2 separate regions of the Mus musculus genome follow, and region 1 is linked to region 2. Evidence: chromatin contacts called from public ChIA-PET data. All regions are on one chromosome and are shown on one strand. The core of a region is the stretch at or near the end of the contact, and the rest is flanking DNA. Distances in the headings are between cores, read along the strand shown.

Region 1 (3,600 bases), core at 539-3,038, 260 kb before region 2:
TCTCAGTGGATGGTAAGGAGACAAGCTCCCAGAATGAACTAGTCTTGGCTTTGAGTCCCTCGTCCTGTGACAGGATAATAATAAGACCGCTGTGCTAGGAGGTGGGGAAACACAATTTGCTTTCTACATATTTCTGAAACCCTCAGGAAAAGGAGGCAAGGGTTTTTCATCAAGTGTTGTCAAGTGGATCATTAGCCAGCCAGCCCTGAGTGTCATCAGCCCATTGGGCTTCAAAGGTCCTGGAAATCCCTGTTTATCTCTCTCTCTTTGCTGACCCATGTGCTCCCATCCAAACCACAGAGCCAGAACACTGCTGGGCCTATGGTGGGGTTTCATAGGCTTGGCTCTATGCTCCAGTATGTCAGCTAAGGTGAAAACAGATTCAATGTGATCACACTGGGAGGAGGGATAAAGAAAGGGGCCTGGAGACCCTAAGGGCACCTTTGGGGTAATTGTTAAGTTTCAGACCCAGGACAAGTGGCTGAGGTGCCTACTTAACCTTTCAAATTGGATCAGGCCTCCAGGTTCTCCCAGTATCCCTCAGTTCCTACCTGTTACAGCATATGGCTGACATACCCCGTCCTCTACCATGAACTTTCAAGCCCAGGGGCTAGGCTGTTCTTCCCCCAGAGGCTCTTCCTTACATAATCCAGACATTTTGGTTACCTGCCCCTTCTTTTCTTCTGCACCTTTGGCCTCCTGGCTGATGTACCGGGCTCCATTCCACTCTCTCCCTTCCCCTCCCCCTCTCACCAGGAGGTTCAGGGTCACAACCACTCTGGACTCTCCCAGATGTGTCAGCCTCTGGCTATGCTCTCCCACATCTCTATAATAAACTTTCTCCTTCACCATACTGAGGAACTGTCATGTCTTTCTCCTTCCTCCCTTCCTCCCTCCCTCCCTCCCTCCCTCCCTCCCTCCCTCCCTCCCTCCCTTCCTTCCTTCCTTCCTTCTTTCTTTTCCCCCCTCACTACTGGCATAAGCTTTGGATTTAAATAGAGGAGGAACCGAGGCAGGAAAACAGGGGTGTGCATAATCAAACATCCAATCAGTTGGTCTCTGTCTTATTCTAGTGAAGGGTTTTGAAGAAGTCCTTCCTTATGGCTGTCATGACTTAAAGGCATCAAATGGCCCCCACACGATCATTCTAGGGTACAGCCTGACTTTCATGGGTAATTATTCTCATCTTTGGGCGTGGCCTCTCTGTCTGGTGGTCTTCTGCTGTGCTGGGAATCCAAGATGACTTCTGGAGGTCAGATTAAGGACATTGATTTCTGTCTCTGTCTCTTTAGCCTGGAGACAGGGACCAAAAGAAGGCAGAGGTGCTCGGCTTTCATTTTTTAGTTATCTTGAAGGCCCAAGGGGAAAAACCAAAAACAAATGTTTGCTTTTTAACAAAACAACTTCCAAGAGCACGTTTTAGCCCCGCCTCCTCTGGGGGTACCAGCTGCTTCTTTGGTCACTTTCACATCTTTAACACAAAGGGCTTCTTTCTTTCTCAACCCGGGAAGTCCCAACCCCGGAAGTCCCGACCCCGGAAGTCTGACTCTGGCTTCTAACCAGTTCCAGGTGATTCTAAGTAGGGCCTCTGTTAGCTTTCCAGGATCCAAACAAAGCAAATTCCTTTCTGTTCCTGAGGATCCCTCCTACTGTGGTTTGGATGTAAAAAGTTCCCTTAGGTTCATATATCTGAACACTTCGTCCTCGGCCGGTGGGGCTGGCTTGAAGGACTGTGAAATCTTAAGGGAGAAAAGTCCTGCTAAAAAGAGTGGGTCTCTGAGGTTTCATAGCCTAGCCCACTTCCTGTCCAATGTCTGCTCTCTGCTGGCAGGCTCAGCACGACCAGCAACCTCATGTGCCTGCTACCATGTTTCCCTCTCCTTGATGGAGTAGATGCATCTCCTCTTAGAGTGTGTGTCCAAATAAATCCTTCTTTTCCCAGGTTGCTTCTTGACACAGGTATCTGGTCATAGCAACAAGTCACTAACCCCTTCCCCCTATGGATTCTCCTTTCAGTTGTTTTCAATCTTTATGACACGCCTCATCAAGTCTTTTCATTTGTCTTACCCTTTTTAAAAAAATCTTATTCTTTGATCATTGTGTGCACGCATGGTATGTCTGTGTGTGTACATGCCACGGGGAGCATGTGGAGGTCAGAGGACAACTTTACTGATTTCTCTCCATCCACCTTAAAAAAAAAGTATGTGTATGACTATTTTGCCTGCATGTATGTCTGTGTCTCACATGCATGTCTGGTGCATGTAGAGGCCAGAAGAGGGCATCAGATCCCCTGGAAATGGGGGATCCAATTGGTTGTAAACCACCATGTGGGTACAGGGAATCTGACCAAGGTCCTCTGCAAGAGCAGCCAGGGCTCTTAACGGCTGAGCCATCTCTCCATCCATCTTCCACTTTGTCAGTCTTTGCCTACTGAGCCATCTCTCTGGCCCACTTTCCTTGTTTTCTTCATGTCAAGACATAATCAAAACTGAGTTGTCTCTCTGCTCTCCTCTGTCTCATGTGTTAGTTGTTGTACAAGCTTTCCTGTCTTGCCAGTTCCTGCCTCTGAAGGCAGTAGAGAGTACCAAAGTCAAACCTGGAATTGAAGGTTCCCCTCACTGTTTCCCCATGCCACATATTCCTTCAGAGCCTAATTTCTTATCAGTGCATTGATATGTGAGCCTGGGCAAGACCCACTGGCTGGCTGCATTGTAGCCTTGACAGGGGCCATACGGCTTTTCCCCCATCTACAGAATACAAGTCTTGCTCAAAGGTCCTACTGAAGCATGTTTACCCTGGACCCTAAGCAGAGGTAGTCAGTATCTCCTATGCTCAGCAGTGTGTCGTCCCTTATGCTTCTAGAAAGCCAAGTAATACATGGGTTTTCATGCTGGTTGCTAAGCTTAAGTCCCTGGCCCATGGAGTACAAGCAATGTTATTTGTTGACCTGTCACTCACCCACCCATTCATCCTGGTTATCATTCTGAGACAGTCATGTACACAAACCTGAACATCACTGAACTTCCATACGGAAGCACCCATGCGTGTCACAGGCACTACACAGACACTGTAAATCCCAAAGACACCCAATACTCTGCTGCTGCTCTGGGTATGTGATAAATTGTGTCTTTGACTGTTTTTCTTTGAAAGTTCTGGGGCTCATTAACCATTGAGTTGTTGTCTAATAAATATGTTGAATAAATGAGCTGACTCCTAGAAACCAATGGGAGGCTGTGTTGGGGTCTGTCTCCCAATTGTAAAGGTATCAGTTACAGATAGTTTAAAATACTCTACCATACAAAGCATTTTCAGCATAGATGTGCACACACCAGCACAGCCCAGCAGAAGCATGCAGTAGTACTGTAGGAAGGCAGTCCCGGACACCACAGTATGTTTCTGCTGTGACTGAGCCTTGCGAGCCCCATGTGTGACCGTCATAAGCCAACTTTGCTGAGTTGGATCTTTCCTCTCCTCTTCATGTGGGTTCCATGATGACTCAGGCCATCACACTTATGTAGCAAAATCTTTTACTGGGTGAGCCACTTTGCTTCCCTCCTCCCCAAGCTATCCTTTGCATACACCATGTGTGTCACAGAATCT
Region 2 (3,635 bases), core at 631-3,130:
CTCAGATTTCTAACCCAGAGCCACTGGCGGAGTCTTCGCATAGAACGGGACTTGTTTCCTGAATGTGACCAGTGGACTTTATCTCATTGCTGGAAATGTCTGGAGAAGACAGAAAAAAGTCCCAGGCTCCACCCCACATGCCTTCTGGAGAAAGACAGTTGAGAGAACGAATCTGTAGAGGCAGTAAAAGACAACAGATGATTTGAATGAAATGCCAATCTATAAACAGAAAAAGAACTTGAATCACTGTAAATGGACCAGAGTTCTTTGATGCTTCCTCTAATCTATTGACACATTTTACTTTTAACTATTGTGTTTGTGTGCTTTAAAAATTCTTCATACAAATTAACAATAATAAGTTTTAATGTGGTTGTATGTTTTTGAAAGTGTCTCACACTATAGCCCAGACTCATGGTAGCACAGGCTAGCTTGGAACTCACACAATCTCCCTAACTGGACCTTCCACATGCTAAGTTCAGAAGCCATCATGTGTCTTTAAATACCAAAGGAAGGAGATTGCATTATTCAAATGGTAATTCCCTAAGCATGTCCAAAGAAAGAGTAGCTTACACAGAAACTTGACTTAACCTGCTACCTCAGAAGTTATGCTTATAAAAGAAAGGGCATTATAATCTGCTTCTATAGCCTTCCAATTTATATTCCTATTTATATCAAACTAGCAACAATAAACATCCAGGGCTAAGTTCTCTAATGCCAAACGATAGTTTTTCAGCTTTTAATTTTTTAAAAGATAATGGTGCCTTTTAGAAATTCATGGAATTTTACACCAATTTTCCAGCGGCTGCTTCGTTTTATTTTATTCCCCTGGTTACCCTAGAAACCGTATTAGAATTAATCATTTTCAGAAAATATTTTTTATTGCTTACATAGCAAGATCCTCCCATTATTTTGGGAAACTAAACGAACTGGGTGTCTTTGAAAGCAAGACTTCCCGAAGCATAAAGGAAGAAACATCAGAAGAAAACATTTAGATCCCACTTCAGATAGAAAGCTAGCCGCTCCTGAGAACAGATTACTGGGCCCACACAGGTTTTTGGTGTTGTCCTTGCTTAGAGAGGGGTTTGTAGAGGAGGCTTGATGTTTGCTTTTGGAGCCAACATTTAGAGAGCTACCGAAGTCAGAGAGGGCTGCCCACTGAAAGAGGCTAAGGGGTCCTTGGGGCACCTAAGAGTGGCGGTACTTGAGAATTATGAAGGGATGCCTCTCATGAGATGTGAAGCTAAGCACAGGGACAGACATCCTCTAGGAAAGGAGAAGGAGGAAGCCCTCCCTCTCCCAAACCAAGAATCCCAACCTCCTCCTCACTCACAAGCATGAGGAGAGAAGTCATCCATTGGCCAAGTACCTCAGAACACCATAAAACTAGAGCATCTCCAGGATCCAAGTCAATAAGCACGGCGGGGCTTACCCCCACCCCACCCCCAGCTTCAACTTCAGTGCTATTTTGAGACATCTCTTTAGCTGTGAGGATTCCAATGTTGAATCAGCAAACTCTGCTTTACTTTAAACAGCTCTTACATTTCAGAAGGTCAAAATGTGGTCTTCAATATACCAAGACCCTACTTTGAGTTTAAAAAGAAATGCCAATCCCCAGATAAGAAGGGGGAATTAAAAAAAAAAAATCAGGCATGAAAACAAAGTAAATATTTCAGTCATTGACCCTGGAATACGTAGTAGTACCCTATTACTACTCCTGTGTTTGTTTCTAATTGTTCAAGTGACTTTAGAGAAGTCACCCACTGGCATGACTTAAGTTACTAAAGTCTCTTCTGCCCTTAAAAATACAGGGCAAAAGGGTGAGAGTGCTGATCAGGTGTGTGTCAGTGTGACTTCCTGTCACAGTGATCAAAACATCTGGCATAAGCAGTGTTAGCGAAGAGTTGTTTGCTGTCTCAGGGTTTCCATTCCATGGTGGTAGGTGGGGACATCAGGGGGCAGATTCTTCAAGCCATGGAAGGCATTAGACAGAGCAGCCTAGCTCATAACAGCAGGCAGGAGGCAGACAGAGGAAGGGGACAAGGACAAGCCCAAACACCTATTAAGTTCCACCTCCTCCAATTTCTCAAAAGTCTCAAAATAGCAATAGCCCATACATGAGCCTTTTGGAGAGGCACTTTATATACAAACAATAGCAAACCAGCTCTTAGATGTGCCAAAATTAAATATAAAAGGGGGTAGCAGTGTAGTGTGGTAATAGAATGTCCATCTAGCATGTCCAAGGCTCTGGGTTCAGTCCTCAGTACCCCTCGCCGGAAGTCATTGATGTACCACACCACCAAAACCTAAAAGGAAGGAAGTTTTAACACCTAACATGGTAGTGACAGTAGCTTCCCCCCATTGCCTACTGAGAGCAGTCATTTGGCTGTTTCACTTTCCAACAAGGAAAGCCCACCTTCTTCCTCCCTAAACCTCACAGCCTGGCCTGATGTTCCTCTAAGATAAGATGCTGTATGGTTTTCTTTCATTTATTCTTTCACACTTTTATAAACAAACAGAGCACATATTGATCAGTTCCAGCCCTTCATTTATCTTATTTCTCTCCCTTTCCCTACCACTAAACCTACTCTTCCCAGCAGGTGGCCCTCCTACTCCTGTGTCTCTGAGGGAGGAGTTTAATTAGTCTTGTTTGCATGCGCCTGGGTGGGGAGCCATCTATTGGAACAAGGGCAACTTACAGGCGCTACACCACTGTGGAGTGGGCTTCTCTTCTCCCCTAGAAGCTTTTCCTTTCCTTTTCTTTTCTTTTTTTTTTTTTTTTTGTTTTGTTTTTTTTTTTTTTGTTTTAATTAGAGTGCCCCGCTTCTATAGGGGAGAAATTTGTCAAAAACATCAACAAGAGCTCCAGGGGCCTGCTGCAAGAACTACTCCAGGATTTCAGACTTCTGAGCTTGAAGAATAGGAAATGTAACTTGGAAACAAGGTAAGAAAGGACATACTTGGACAGATACCTTTAGGGTTTAAAAAAAAAAAAAAGCTACCAAGAAATTGCTGCCGCCTTGGTTTGTAGTCAAATTACCAAACTGTTGAAAGAATGAAAGGGAATGTATTCCTGGAAAAATACCATGGTTACTGTTGGCATTTAGTCTAGGCTCCACCCCACAGTTACCTGGCAATAGCCAGGTGTGACTGACTCACTACAAAAGGGGATGCTTGCCCCCTTCTCTTTCTCTTGCTCTCCTGCCCTTGCTCCTTACCCCCTTTCCCCTCTCTCCCCATTCCCACGTGCTCATGGCCCACCTCTATTCCTCTCTTCCTCCTCCTCATCTTCCTCCTCCTCATCTTCCTCCTCCTCATCTTCCTCCTCCTCATCTTCCTCCTCCTCCTCCTCCTCCTCCTCCTCCTCCTCCTCCTCCTCCTCCTCCTTCTTCTTCTTCTTCTTCTTCTTCTTCTTCTTCTTCTTCTTCTTCTTCTTCTTCTTCCTTCTCTCTCTCTCTCTCTCTCTCTCTCTCTCTCTCTCTCTCTCTCTCTCTCAACTCCCCTTTCATGTCCTGAATAAACTCTATTCTATACTATACTGTCTGTGACTGGTACCTGCAGAGGCATCCTCCTCCCCCACACCTTACCATGCCTACACCAAACATATTCCTGGCCTCTCTTATCTTTTTATAAAACAC

The links. ChIA-PET counts read pairs in DNA pulled down with a chosen protein or histone mark.
Region 1: a contact with region 2 is called in an RNA polymerase II ChIA-PET map of memory CD8 T cells, with 5 read pairs. The contact joins two enhancer-like sites. A contact is called at or near these places in 1 of 15 datasets of contacts at CTCF or cohesin (large pre-B cells), 2 of 484 Hi-C or Micro-C datasets (bone marrow-derived macrophages and large pre-B cells) and 3 of 115 datasets of contacts at active chromatin or transcription factors (cardiomyocytes, memory CD8 T cells and trophoblast stem cells).

The regions. Positions count from the first base shown.
Region 1 is chr13:45,412,194-45,415,793 of GRCm38.p6, reverse strand. No RefSeq gene overlaps it. Among named protein-coding and RNA genes, the nearest start is that of Mylip, 24 kb to the right of the region's middle. Within about 2 kb of position 1,788, at least 25 of the 459 cell types and tissues checked have an H3K27ac peak or open chromatin away from gene starts, as enhancers often do. A contact at or near this core is called in memory CD8 T cells, where this site is marked.
Region 2 is chr13:45,155,411-45,159,045 of GRCm38.p6, reverse strand. No RefSeq gene overlaps it. Among named protein-coding and RNA genes, the nearest start is that of Gm40932, 50 kb to the right of the region's middle. Within about 2 kb of position 1,880, at least 26 of the 459 cell types and tissues checked have an H3K27ac peak or open chromatin away from gene starts, as enhancers often do. A contact at or near this core is called in memory CD8 T cells, where this site is marked.